Regions from separate parts of the Mus musculus genome. Here region 2 is linked to region 1. Evidence: chromatin contacts called from public HiChIP or PLAC-seq data. All regions are on one chromosome and are shown on one strand. Each heading gives the region's core, a stretch centred on a gene start, on an enhancer-like site or on the middle of the called end of the contact. The rest is flanking DNA. Distances are from core to core; before and after follow the strand shown.

The links. HiChIP or PLAC-seq counts read pairs in DNA pulled down with a chosen protein or histone mark.
Region 2: a contact with region 1 is called in an H3K4me3 HiChIP or PLAC-seq map of embryonic limb bud, with 3 times the contacts expected there. The contact joins the promoter of Tmem30b here to the enhancer-like site in region 1. A contact is called at or near these places in 3 of 39 promoter capture datasets (HPC-7-derived erythroid cells, frontonasal cranial neural crest and maxillary cranial neural crest), 1 of 484 Hi-C or Micro-C datasets (nephron progenitors), 4 of 115 datasets of contacts at active chromatin or transcription factors (craniofacial prominence, embryonic limb bud, embryonic stem cells and 1 more) and 1 of 9 other capture datasets (liver).

The regions. Positions count from the first base shown.
Region 1 is chr12:73,336,564-73,343,558 of GRCm38.p6, forward strand. Slc38a6 (solute carrier family 38, member 6) reads left to right here. Exons shown (of 16, transcript NM_001037717.3): 7 at 459-541; 8 at 947-1,005; 9 at 4,845-4,910; 10 at 5,144-5,197. Among named protein-coding and RNA genes, the nearest start is that of Slc38a6, 53 kb to the left of the region's middle. Within about 2 kb of position 4,243, at least 32 of the 459 cell types and tissues checked have an H3K27ac peak or open chromatin away from gene starts, as enhancers often do. A contact at or near this core is called in craniofacial prominence and embryonic limb bud, where this site is marked.
Region 2 is chr12:73,542,615-73,549,609 of GRCm38.p6, forward strand. Tmem30b (transmembrane protein 30B) reads right to left here and starts at 3,781. Exons shown (of 1, transcript NM_178715.3): 1 at 500-3,781. The coding sequence starts at 3,725. The coding sequence ends at 2,664. 2210039B01Rik (RIKEN cDNA 2210039B01 gene) reads left to right here and starts at 5,869. Exons shown (of 4, transcript NR_044985.1): 1 at 5,869-5,957; 2 at 6,455-6,527.

The DNA.
Region 1 (6,995 bases), core at 2,993-5,492:
TTGGTAATTGAAAAAATGGCATCTCATTGGGCACTTTTGTGTGTTTGTTTAGGTTTAGCTGTTGTTTGGAGACAAGGTCTCACTATGTAGTCCAGACCAGCCTCACACTGTTGATCTTGCCTTTGTGCTGAGCTATAGGCTTATAGCAATACCATTTTAATACACTCCCTAAGTTCATACCTGTTATTAATAGTGCAGGGCTTTCCTAACAACATTTAACAAAAAAGTGGGGTCTTGTTTTTAATGGATGATCCCTCCCTCTTTCCCTTTTCTCTTCTTCCTCCCTTCCTTTTCTTTTTCTTTCTTTTTTTTAAGCTCTCTCTCCCTTTTCTCTCCCTTTCTCTTTCCCTCCCCTCTTCCTCCCCCTCCCCCCCGCCCCCTCCCGTCTTCTCTGTATGTGTGTTAGAATAGACATGAATGAGTCCTGTGTCCTATGCCTAACAGTGTTTTTCCGACAGGTCTTGGTATCTTGATGGACAGATGTTGCTGATCATCATCTGTGTAGGCATCGTGTTTCCTCTCTCACTGCTTCCCAAGATAGGTGAGTCTACAGAGAGTGAGGGACTAAAACCTCACACCACCATGTATTTAGAAGAGTAGTGCTTGTGAGTCCTTTTAAATTTGGCCCATTTTTGGTTGTTCCATCCTCAGCCCTGCCTAGCTAACTAAATGTGTATGACTTGGCTTACGGCAGCATTCTGTCTGCCCCGCTAAAATGAAGTCCTTACAGCAGACCATTGAGGAGCAAGGCTTCCCATGCATCGCACTGCTCGTGGTGGGCCAGTTCCTGTTCTGCTGTGCAGAGCTACATAATGATCTGTGACAGTCGGGCCCTAGGCCCAGATACCAAGCTGCAGTAGAAAACATGCCCACGATGCATGGCTCTGTTTGTAAGTCGGGATCACTTGCCTTATAAATTGCTTTTTATTTTATTGGTATTTTACAGGCTTTCTTGGCTACACAAGCAGTCTATCATTTTTCTTTATGGTGTTCTTTGCTCTTGTGGTAAGTTCAAAATATAAAGCATTGCTCATTTCATCTCAAAACGCAACTGTGTTAGTGACTGACGTTTCTAGCAGCTTTGCACTCGGCACCATAGCCCACTTCGTATCATTAGCATCACTGGTTTTTTTGTTTTTTGGGTTTTTTTTAACATAAAAGTAATTTCAGTCACAGGATTATTCATTTTGTCTATTTTAAAGAAGCTTAAAACAAATTTAGTATCTTGTAGTTGGTCAGAGAGGGACATACAGAACTTGCTAGGACTCTAGGTAGAATAGACCCCTGGACAGCTGTAGCAGCACTCTGTGGAGCAGTGGGCTCTGTCAGTCAGTTAGCAGAGCGTCCTGATGCTTTATTTCACTGATGAAATTATAGTTTTATAGTTTGAGACTTGGTTGGAAAGCTCTAAGGAGAACTGGGATATGAACGCAATCCTATCCGCCCTGCTTATTCAGTGTAAAATGTTCCCATAAAGATAATGTGGGAAAATAATATTTTTCTTCATATGCAGAAAATATATTTTAATTATCAGATTTTTATTATATATCAGATGGCAGTTTTACTTCTTTTATATTTATAAAATAATTTAATATAGGCTTTTTAATTCTCCTAAGACAGATCCTTGCATATAATATTTTAATAAACTTTTTCCTTTGCACTGTATTTTATTCCATATTAAGTATATAAATGTCAAACCTTACATAGAATAAAATATCTTTCATTTGCCAGGAATATGTATATCCCAAGTGACCTTTTTCTGAGCACACAACTTGCAGCCCCGTATTACTGCGTTTGTGTGCACACAAAGTCACATGCACACACAGCCACACAAACATGCAACCACATACCCACTCTGTATGAAGACACCAGTCATATTTGCATCACATCTGTCTTTGGTTAAATCATCTTCTGAGACACAGAATAAAGCAACTTAAAATAAGTGCAAGTAGCCCTGATTTCACTCTTCATAAACATTTATGTTGTAAGGAATTTGTTAAGGCTGAAATATTTAACAGCGCTTGGTCATTTTTTAATTTATCTACATTAAAATTATCCCTCTACCCACCCCAGTTGTCAATCAAGTAATGACAAGTTAGCATATAATTTTTAGGTTCTATACTATAAAGAGAAACAGTAGGTATTTTCATCACAAGGGAGTAGATGAGAAGCATCCATGAGGTTAGATGGTATCCCACATACACATAGGAATGTATGAATCTTAATCGCCTGTAGATAACATACTGAATTTTGCCCTGGCGCTTAATCGACAAGGCAAGCATTTCATAGGTAGAAGTAATTCCGTTTTCACAGTCAATAGCTTAACACAGGTGGAGTGCATTGATGCAATATGTCTATTGCAGTGTTTTGTTTCTGCTGCAGCAGATACTCTTTAATTCAATGCAGGTTTCTGCTGCAGGGGTCACATGGAAATAATTCTCCCATATTAATCCTGATGCTCCACAAATCATCTACTTGAATTTCTACCTGTGAGAAGAGTTGAAATTTAGACTCTAGCAAGACCATGAAGTTTATACTTTTTAATGCTGTTTTTTTATTGCCATGTTTATTAGAGATTCTATTTCTATTTTTGTTTTTGTCTTTTTTTGTTTTCTGAGACAGGGTTTTACTGTGTAACCCTGGCTGCCCATGAGCTTACTATGTAGACCAGACAGGCCTGGAATTCACAGAAATGTATCTGCCCATGCCTCTGCCCCCTTAGGGCTGGCATTCAAGCTGTTTTCTACCATGCCCAGCTAACTAACTCTAAAAAACACATACCAGTTTTTAAAACGTGAGACGCCGGCAATTCTCTCCCGTCCTGTGGTTGGGTCCTAGCCCATTCCTTACCTGTCTCAGCATCTCTGCCCATTGTTTACTTTGAGACTGGTATGCATAAGTTTATTACATTTATGTTATAGTTTATAGAATCGATCCAGAAAACGTCGTCTTAATTGTTCTCGTGAAGCAATGCAGACCGGAGTGTCTCTACTAGCTATTCTTCCAGATCCCGATTGCCATTAAAAATTTAGCATACATTTTCCTTTGAGAGTATCTACGTTTAAACATGTTTCAATTTGGCAGTGGCTCAAAGTGACAGTAAGAGATGCCTTCATCCCTTATTTTTCTAACCTACCTTCTTGTCACTGGCATTGAGAGAGTTGGGGTGAGTTGCTGAGATCTCTGTAAAGGAACATGGGAGGAAGTAAGCTGGGAGCTGCCCTGCAGAAATGGAAGGGCCTTTTGTGCAAGGGCATTAAGTATTTTTAGTGCCTAAGGTGATTTCTCTTCTTCTCTTCCCATCCCCCAGAGTGCCCTTCTTGCCCAGTCTGTCTTCAGCGCCAAGCAAGGACTTCCTGTGACTCTCCTCTCTCTTGTGCTTGGGTCTCTGCCCACTCCTCACCTGTCTGCATCTCTCTCCACCCCAATGCACCATGCAGGTTTGAAGCTGGGATGACCCACAGGAATTAGCTGTAATAATGGAATTTATGTTAGTGTAAAACTAAGTTGCCAATAATGTTTTCCTAATCAATGAAATAGGCTATATTGTATCTTGAAGGATTTTGACTTGGCATTCAAGGACTGGTACTCAGCAGTCTCAGGAAGCCAGGAGGCTCTGTTGCTGTCAGAGGCTGCTCTCCCCCCCCCCTCCACCCACCCAGTAAGAGGAAAACAGGAGACATTGAATTTGCAGTGGCATCAGTAGGGCTGAACCCTGCTTTTCCAGCTACCTTCATTCTCACCCCACACTCCATCTCTCTTTTAAAACAAAACAAAACCTAAATAAAACCAAACCAAACAAACAAACAAAAAAAAACCCAACTTTTCAGGAAAAGAAAAGATAATGAGATTCTTGGTTCTTGTTTTGTTCTTGTCTCTTGATAAATTGATGGTTGGAGTTGGTTTTATTTTGAAAACTTACCTGGAAATACCCAGTTTGTCCCTTAGACACCCCCACCCCCTTGGGGGTTAGATTTTAAATTAAAAGTGACTCTTGGGTTCTCTCATTAACTTAATCCTAAAAGTGTGTGTTTTCTTTAGATTTATCACTGTATAAAATTTTGATTGAATTTGTTAAAGTCCCAAACTAGATAAGTTCCAAATAGGAATAGTATTTACTTACTTGTCTCCGCAAAGACAAAAGCTTCCTTTCTTCCTCTGCCCCTTTGTATGCTGGGATTTAGCCTGGAGCAAACATTTGCAGAGTAATTATGTGCCTGCAACAGGGCTACAATGGCAGTGTTGACACAGCCACAACTGGGGCTGCAGGAACAGGACGGCCACAATTAAGAGTCAAATCCTGAAGCATGCCCGTTGATGGTCCTGGGAAACAGCATCCCTCCAGCTGGAGTTCCCTAGCTCTGCACCCGATTCTGGCCAGCTTTCTCCACACTCACCAATAGCACGAACGTGAAAACCTGAAGAGGTGAAAGTGTGTGTTCATCAGGAGTACCAACAAGCACACTGAGAATTAAAGTCTCCCCCCACTTCTGCCTCTCTTCTGCTCTGTCTGCCACTGACGATAATAGATAATCTTTGCAGTTATTATTGAAAGTGTGCTTCCTCTTTGAGTTGCACTTTAAAAACAGAACCAGTGTACTGCTGGAGTTTTGAAAATTGACACAAGAGTCTTTGATGAGCAGGATTCCCCACTGATCAGATGTAAAGCACTCCTGTCATGCTGGGCCCTCCCCTCCGCCCAGTGACCATGTTAAAGGGTGACCCCATTCTCTCTGGGAAAATCGGAGCATCAAGGAAACTTCTGTTTGGCTTTATTGAAAGCATCAACTTGTGATGAATTTCACTACAGATCATCTAAGTGCTGGTTGCATTTACTTTTACAGGTAGTAATTAAAAAATGGGCCGTTCCTTGTCCTGTGACCTTAGATTGCATCAATGAAGTCTTTCAGGTAATAATTTTTAGCTTTTTTTTATTTTTAACCTTTCAACTAAAAAAAAGAAATTGAAGATAAATGATTATTTTCCTAGTTGGTGAAAGGTAATAGTTACGTAACAGTTTAGACCTTTTCTTTGAAGTAATTTGATTTGAAATTCTAGTAGTAATAAATTCATCATATTTGTTGATGTATTCTGACTTTTAATACCTATTGGTTTTTCTTTTCCCCTCAATACTCTTAAACAGATTTCAAACGCAACAGATGACTGTAAACCAAAGCTCTTTCATTTCTCCAAAGAGGTGTGTAAGTTATTAACAGATACTTTTGGTTGATTTTTCACATTTCAAGTTTTAAGAGATTTGTGTTACAGGGTCTCTTAGGTCTTTGTACCTGTAACTAATTAATTTTCATGAAAGTGCTAAGTATAGGATTGCCTACCAGAAGAATAATATTATTTAACACAGGGTGGCCCATTATGAAACAGCCACCTTTTTCTTTTCTTTCTTTTGGCATGCTTTTAAATGGAGCCTGTTTTAAATGGGCCTTTGCCTAAAAGAACAGATTTACCAAATGTCTGGTCTGGCCAGTAAGGTCCTCTGTGGATATGGCTTTCCTGTTGCGCTCTGGACTTGTAAAGCTAAATCGCCAATTACATCAAAAACTCCTCCCTGGTGAGTAGGACTTTGGTCTCTAGTTAAACAGCCTCATCAATGGGCCAGCATTTGAGTACTGCCAGTACCTTCTGAGCAGAACTCCAGGGAAATTTATGATGTTCACAGCAGAGACCAGAAACCCAAGTCCCATGCCCACTCTTAAGAGAGCTGTAGGCTCCGGAAAGTGCCTGGAAGAATCCCTGAGCACAAGCAGGCAAACAGGGGCTCCGGCTTTGCTCTCACGGAAAAGGCGGAGCCTTCCTGTTTCTGGGAGTCTCTTCCTCTCGACTTTGTTTTTCTGCTGAAATGTGGTTTTGCAGGCCCCAGACACCAGACTCTCCTCTCCTCGCTGCACAGCTTTGTTAGTATAGAATGTTAATGTGGGTTGTTCTCCGTGCAAAACTTTCCCTTTTATCTCCAGTTTATAACAAGAAGCGTCTTCCCAAGCCTTGTGAGGAGGTCACCACATCTCTCACACGGCGGAGACCTCCGTGGGCCTTAGATCAGGGCAGGGGAGTTGACAGGCCAGGAAACTGAGCAGCTTATGAAACAGAGAACGTGTCTTAAGCTCTCATTCCCCTAATACAGCTTCAAGAAACACAACGTCCTAGGTACGATATTCCAAAGTAGGCCTTCATCTGGAACTTCTTTTGGTGAAGAGCCCAACACTAGCTCAGGAGAAATATTTTTAGACCAGAAAAGAGAAAATAAATCATTACCATCCATTTGTTAAAGACAGTTCTTTAATGTAGAGGTAATAACGTTTGGCTTGCTAGTTTTCTCTGGCTCTTGTTAAGTATTCTAATAATAATTTTTAAAGAAACCTTAGGCTTATGTATTACATGAGATCCTAAGGAGTTTTTCAGGTCTAGAATTAATGATCTTGGTGCTCATTAAGAAAGATCTTGGTCATGGATTCTGGCAGTACAAAGATGTGGCTTCTATTTGGAGTACTTACTTGGATCGAGTAACTAAAAGCAGATTTGAAAGCATTAGCACTATTGCTGCTTGGGTAATGAGATGTATTTAAATCGTGCATACCTTAAGAACAACTGGAATTATAATAAAAATTATTTTAAATGTAGCTCTTTATATATTACCTAAATTAGTTTTATCTTATCCAAATAATGTAGAAAGTGATCATTGTAATAAAGCAACATGATTTGAGAGGCCAGCCAGAAAATGTGGTTAGAATCGGCAAGCCACCTAAGCTATAGTAGTTGCTGGCCACTGCAGATCCTCTTCTCTCCTCTCTCCCCTCTCTCTCTCTCTCTCTCTCTCTCTCTCTCTCTCTCTTTCTGTCTGTCGTATGAAGAGATCATTCACAAAAGATGGCACAGATTTGACTAAGTTGTTTTTTAGAAAGAGCTTTATTGTTGTGCTGGCAATGGCTCAGCTGTATGAGTGTCTTCGGCAAGCCTGACTCCTTAGTCACCCTCTGACC
Region 2 (6,995 bases), core at 2,531-5,030, 210 kb after region 1:
TCAGCTCCTTGGTGTGTCAGAAGGAGTTTTAGTTGTAGCTTACTGAGTAACACAAAGCAAAGTCTGTCCTTGGTTGTTTTAACAGTTGCCTAACTGTTGAGCCACTTCAGTTGAAGAGATACTAGAAACCTCAGCTTGGTGGTTTTTGTTTTTTGTTTTGTTTTTTTCTGTTTTTTGTTTTGTTTTGTTTTGTTTTGTTTTGTTGGAGGTGGGCTTTTCACTGAATACATGTCCTTTACTTCACAAAGTGGCTCAAAGTTGTTTTCTAGTCCAGCTGCTGAGGTCCACTCTGTCTCACTCCTAGAAGACATCCCTTCAGTTGGGAAACAGGAGGATAGGACTAACCAGAATCATGATACTGGACAAAAATGCTCCACAGCACAGGGGCCACTGAAGCAAAGGCCTGACACTGTCGTCTTAAACTTCCTGTTCATCGGGGTCTCAGATACTGACAGGTAGTTGTAATTTACAGTCTGAGTGAAATGCAGAGCGGCAGGCTGCTATGATCATATTCTTTAATAACCTTTCATACTAAAATTGAAAACACACTGTCATTTATCAAATTCAGACAATAATTGAGGATCATGTCACCCAAACACAGGATGTTGACGTAAGTTCAAATTCTGTTTTAAGAAGTTAGCAATAAAAGACGGAGTTCGTGTTGACTGGACACCATTCTGAACGGTGATGCTCTGGCTACAATATGAATGTGCTGGCAATAGGAGGCGAATGGCTGGTACTGTTTGTGCCTTTAAGATCATAGTTCAAAAGAACTAAGTAATGTGATAACAGAGAAAGTCAAACACAACCTTTATTCTCTTTCAAAAACCTTGAAAACAAGGCCTGGAACTACAATTTAATGACAGGATTTTAAGTTTCATGGTCTCACATAAAAGTTAGTAACAAAAGACTACTGTTCTACAAAATGATAGTAAAATATAGTTACCCTCAACTGTATAGGGAAAAAAAGGAAGCAAATTCCTTTACCTGACACAGGGGAGGGCTGATCAACCAAGCATTTATAATAAATAAAACATTCTAAAGTACACGCCACATTCTGCTTTTCATAGTCAAAAATCACAAAATGTGACCTGATATTAAATTTTATCACATTCAGAAGTCAGACAATCAACACGGTGGAAATGCTAAAGAATGTTTTGATATACATAAAGATGAGACAAGATTATATTAAGTCACTTTTTATCTTAGACGGGCACGCTATTCATCCAAAAATAAGTATTAACCAAGACAGAATAATAGAATGGATGGAAAGAATCACTGTAACTCAGCATTTGACCGCCATACAACATACTCCAACAACTCTGCTGCCCTTGAGGAATGAAAATTCACTGATAACCAAGAAAATGACTGCACTAGGGAGCCAGCCCAGAGGACCCTGACAAATGCCAAGGAACTTTTCTTCAGGGAACCTGGAAGACAGCATCATGGGAAATTTTATTTTTAATTTTCTTTGAAATTATTGTTCCATAAAAATAAAATAAAAATGTCCCACTTGCCTCTGAGACTAGCTTTGTATCAATTGTAGGCAATCAGATAAAATCAGCTGAGTAATTTTAGCATTGTCTTAAAGGCTAAAATAATTGGGAGTCTATTTTGCATATTAGAATATATTCCTTATCAATCTTTAACGTGATCAGTAGAAATGGGTTTCATTTGAGAGTTGAAACTGGGTTTAAGATAGTTCTTTGTGAAGATAATACAAATGAGTTAAATTATTCCCTTCAGCATGATTCAAGGTGGGGGTGGGGTGTTGAGAAAGAAGGCAAAACTCGGTCCCTCAGGGTTGCAAGGAAACTGCTTCCCACTAAGATCATTTGCAGTCGGGTTTCTCAGGTTAAAACACTTGCCCCTGAGCCATGCAGACTGCTCTTGCGTTTTCAGATTTTTACACGGCGTCTTCTTAAGTTTGCTTTTACATTTAATGACGCACTTCTGCCCTGCAGATCTGCACTTTCCTAGACCTAGCAAGTTTTCTTGCTCATTCCACAAATTGCCAGCTTCCTTCCTATGTGTTTAGGACCAAACAGGAGCACTATGATTGCCACCGTTCACGGGAACAAATTATTACAGGTAAAACTGAATTCAGGTGAGTACTTCAGGCCCAACCTGGCTCAAGATTCCAATTCAAGGGCACAAGGATTCCAGAGAAGCTTGCTCATCCTGGCCTTACTGTGTCAGAACCTGAGGGGCCTGGTGCCTCGTCATCGACTTAAATCTTAACCAATATGCTTTCCCTGCTCCTCTGTGCCTCTGCGGGCAATCAGCGGGTATCATTTGCCATCCCAACACTTCCCCGCCCCATCTGATATCTCCCTCCCAGAAAGCGGAGGGAGGTGTGCCTAGAGGAAGGAACAAAAGTTTAGGCTCAAAATCGGGATCCTGGCTGTTGGTCTTAATGAGTTCCAATCCAGGAATCTTAAGGACCTGGCGTGTCAAGTCGGTAAGCCATGGAGAAGATGGGGAAAATGGCAAGATGTGTCACTCTGCAGTCCAGAACCTGAGAACAGTCCCGTGGCGGGTAATTCCCTTCACCAGGCCCATCTTCCACAACAGATCTGTGGGCCTGAAGTTGTGTTAGGAACAAAGGCCACCGCTAAAAGCGGCTTGGCCAAGAAGCAGGCAGGGTTTCTTGGGAAGCAGGATCACTCATCATCGTTGTCGTCGTCGTCCTGGTCCTGGTAGCGAATGTAGACGACCAGCATGACAAAGCCCATGACGATGCAGAGGGAGCCAACGACCAGGTAGGCGATGCCCAGGAAAGGGTTCTTGCCACCCATCCAAGAGATGTTGCTAAGAATGATGAGCTTGTGGCCGCCGAAGGCGCGCACCGGGTAGTTGTAGGTGATGTTGACACGGTAGGTGCCCCGGGGCAGACCGGCGGAGTAGTTGCCCTGGCGGATGCGCGCATAGAGCTTGCGGAACGTGGGCAGCGCCGCGGTGCGCATCCACACCACGAAGTCCTGGTTGATGAAGCCGGTGTTGTTGGGATCCGGGCTGAGCTCATAAACCGGCCGGTGCCAGTTGGGCGGCGGCGCCGTGCCGCGGAAGGCCAGCGCCAGGCTGCCGTTCACCAGCGGCGGGTTGCGGAACTTGACGTGGTAGTCGGTCCACCAGGCGATGGCGGTGCGATCGAGCGGCACCTCGACGAAGGGGTCCGAGGGCTGGCGCTGGTGCCAGAGCGAGAAGGAGTCGTTGAAGAGGCTGTTGGCGATGGCGCCGCACGGTGCGATAGGCAGACCGTCGGAGCGGAACTGGTAGGGGGCGCACTCGTTGGCCGGGTGGCGCAGCGCGCTGGCCAGGCCGCTGAGCTGCGCGTCGTCGCGGGACACGCCGTAGCGCCGGTTGTTCTGGTAGAAGTTGGACAGCTCGTAGTAGAGGTACACGGGGCCCGGGAAGAGCTCGGGCAGCGTAAAGCTCCAGGAGCAAGCGCAGCCGGGCGGCGGAGCGCGGCCCTGGCCCTTGGCGGCGCACACCGAGCAATCGCCGGTGCCGGGGTTGCCGGTGTAGTCGTACTCCAGCTCCTTGATGCCGTTGGAGGAGTAGAAGAGGCCCAGGCCCAGGCCGATGAACGCCAGGCCGGCGCAGAAGAAGAGCGGCAGCGCGATGCCCGCCGACAGCAGCGGCTGCCAGGCGGGGAGGCGCTGCTGAGTGAAGGCGGTGTTGTCGGGCTGGTGCGCGCCCCGCGCCGTGGCGCTCCAGGTCATGGCGGGGATCTCAGCCGGGGCCTGCGGCCGCCGACTCTCAACCCAGGATCAGCGGCGAGCCTCCCGCCTCCGCTCGCCTGCTCAGCTCGACGGCTGCTCCCCGGCCCCGCCCCCAGCCCGCCCGCCCGCGCAGGTGCGCCAGCCCCGCCCCCCACGCAGGTGAGGCCGATTGCGGGGCGCGCTGCCTCTGCCCCGGGACTGCTCAGTTCCGCCACCGCCCAGGTGACCTGGGACTGGCTCCGCCCCTGCATGGCGCCCTTCCCAGGTGAGCAGGGCGAGGCTCCTCACCACACCAGGCTCTGGCCCTTCGATCCTCCCTGTCTGACTCCTCCTCCTCTCTATTCCTCCTTCTCTCCCTCCTCCCACTTCTCCTCCCCTCCTCCTCCCAGCTCTCCCGCTCCTCCGTGGGCAAGTGATGGGCTCAGAGTGGGTCATCTCTTTGGTCAGGTTCCTGTCTCCTTCCACAGGGCCCGAGCAACTTTCCCCAGATCACAAGCCTGACTTAAACAAGAAAGTTCCACCCCAGAGCTTGCTCCAGGGTGGGGTTCTGTTGGCTTGATTATTTATTACCTCGTTAAGGCTGTTAATCCTCGTTATTTAAGGAAAAGGGTGAGTCTTAAGTAGGGTTTCACTTAGTTTTCAAGCACAAAATACAGTGCCCTGGGAGTTACATTGTGGTAGCTGTATCAATTTCAACGTGGAGTTCTTATTCTCCCCTTTTTATGTAAGGGGGGGATTAGTTCCTAGCCAAATGCTCCAGTCTGGTTTAATAACTACAAAAGGTGAAAAGTTCTGTAAAAATAAAATGATTTATTAAGAATCAATGACTGGGAGAGTTTGCAGCCTTTGAATGTCTTCTCTAGCTGGTGGGAGGAACCACCAATGAGAAAAAAAAATGCTGTGGCCTGAATGTGATGTTCTTTTCAGATCTTCTTGATTAGAGAAAGGCCCGACCCAAGGCCCTGGAGGGCCTCGCTGATATCCACAGCCAAGGACATTTGCGTGTTTGGTCCTAGTTGAACTAGAAGGATGTATAGGCTGTATGAAAACTCCAACCAGCCTGGGCCTTGGGGCTGGTTTGTTTGTTGTTTTTGTTTGTCTCGGGGTTGGTTAGAATACACAAGGGCACAGGGGGCTATGCATGGAATCTTCCTTAGGTACAGAAGTACACTCCTGCAGCTCATACAGTGTGAATAGCTTAAGTGCTTTCTCTGTTATTCGTGCATACCCGTTTATCCAAATCCAAAGAGACTTGGAAAACTAAGAGCTGTTGGAAATATTTTTAATGTTGTCTTCCAAGTCTTCAGCCCTGTGCCGAACAATGTAGAAGAAATGGCAATTAGGCCAAACTGGAATCTTAGTAGTCTAATAAGGCACTCTCCGGCTGTTATTTGTTTGTTTGTTTGTACTAGAGTTATCTGAGAAGAAGGAACCACATGGAGAAGATGTGGGCAAGCCGGAGGGGTGTTGTTCTGTTTGATGATTGATGTGGGCGGGGCCCCCGGTGGGCGGAGCCCCCACTGGGCGGGGAGGTCATGGAGAAGGGATGAGGGCATGCTGAGCAAGCCAGTGTTCCTCCATGACTTCTGCTTCAGTTCCCGCCTCCGGGTTCCTTCCCTGAGTTCTTTGATGATGGACTGCGGTGTGGAAGTGTAGTCTGAAATAAGCCCTTCCTTCTCAAGTTGCTTTCTGTCCTGGTATTTTATCACAGGAATAGAAACCTGAGGCAGGCACGTAGTACATAGGAATAAGAACAGAATAGCCAGTAGCTGGCATGTGGTCACATCACATGTGGATGAGAGTGACGTTAGGTTGATTTTGTTCCATTGACTGACTATGGCTTGGAAGTGCTAACTTAGAGAATGCTACAGCTGTCCTCACTTCTACCTTTATTCCTCTACCCCACAAAAGCGAATCCCAAAGGGTCAAAAAGTTTCCCTAACACTTTTAATCTTTTAATAAAAGAATAGACAGATCTCTTTACCCTTCTGGAGACTTCCACCCACCCCATGTCATTGATTCACCCTTCTGTGTGATCCTGGCTGCAGGAAGGAGTCCAGTTCTCACGACTTTATCTAATGGATCTTAAGTCTACAGTCACACGGCCACCACACCCTGCAAGCTCACACGGGGAACTCAGAGCTTTCCCGGATGGTGTAAAGGCAGCAGCACACTCGTTCACGGATAGGGAAGCCAGAGCAGAAAGAGGTGGAGGTTTCAGAGCATAAAACGGTCAGTAGGATTAAACACAACAGAAAGGTCAAGCCGGATGTGTTAGGTCTCCAGCCCAGGACAAGGCAGACAGGTGCCCATTTAACATAGCAACACAGACCTGGCCACCAGGTTCTCCCCGCAGTTCTGCAGTCCCTACCTGGTCCAGGGCCCTCCTGGCTGCTGTATCCCACTCCTTATCCTGAACTCTCCATCTAGGGGGTTGGGTTGCTCTCTCCTATATAATCCAACCATTTGGGTTACCCACTCTCTTTGAACCTTTGGTCCTCCTGGCTGCTGTACCTGGTTCCCCTCTCTCCTCTCTCCTCCCCCTCTCCTCACAAGGCACAGCTCAGTCTGGTTATGGCCACTCTGGCCTTTCCCAGAGATTGCTGCCCCTGCCTGTGCTCTCCCATATAACTATAATAAACCTCCTTCACTGTACCCAGGACCTGTCACGTTTCCTTGTCTTTTACTTTTTATTTCTTTTACTTGTTTATTTTGTGCCGAAACCACAGGAATGGTATAAATGAGCTCGCTTCTGGGGAACGTGGCCGTTCCGGACTGAGCTGCGGAGCTGACTCTCTTAAGGTACGTAATGATCATTTGTTTCTGATGGCTTCGGCCACCCACAAGATTTGAGTCCAAATTCTGGAGTCTGGCTCTCCAGCTGTTGCTTTCTCCCCCTGCTTTCTAACTGTTCCTGTCTCCCTGGGCTCTGCCTTTTATGCCTTCCACGTGGGCGCTGGTTCCTGCAGCCTGCTCTGCCTCTAGCCTATACACCCCTGTAACTGCCTCCCTTTTCTCCTGCTCGCCCCTCCTGCTGTATTGTTTGGGTCTCTATCAGGAGCTGCAGCTCTGCCTACAGCAGCCTGGGACTCTTTTCCTTTCTTTCTCCCAATTGGCGCTCCAGAAGTATCTCTCTGTCTCCTGCAGCCTCCTGCTACCCCCCCCCCCCCTTAGGGCAACCCACCATGTGGACAGCCTTGAGGGTCTCTACTAAAGACACTTGCTGCCACCCCTCCATGTCCCATGCCTTCCCCCAGGAACTACAGCCCA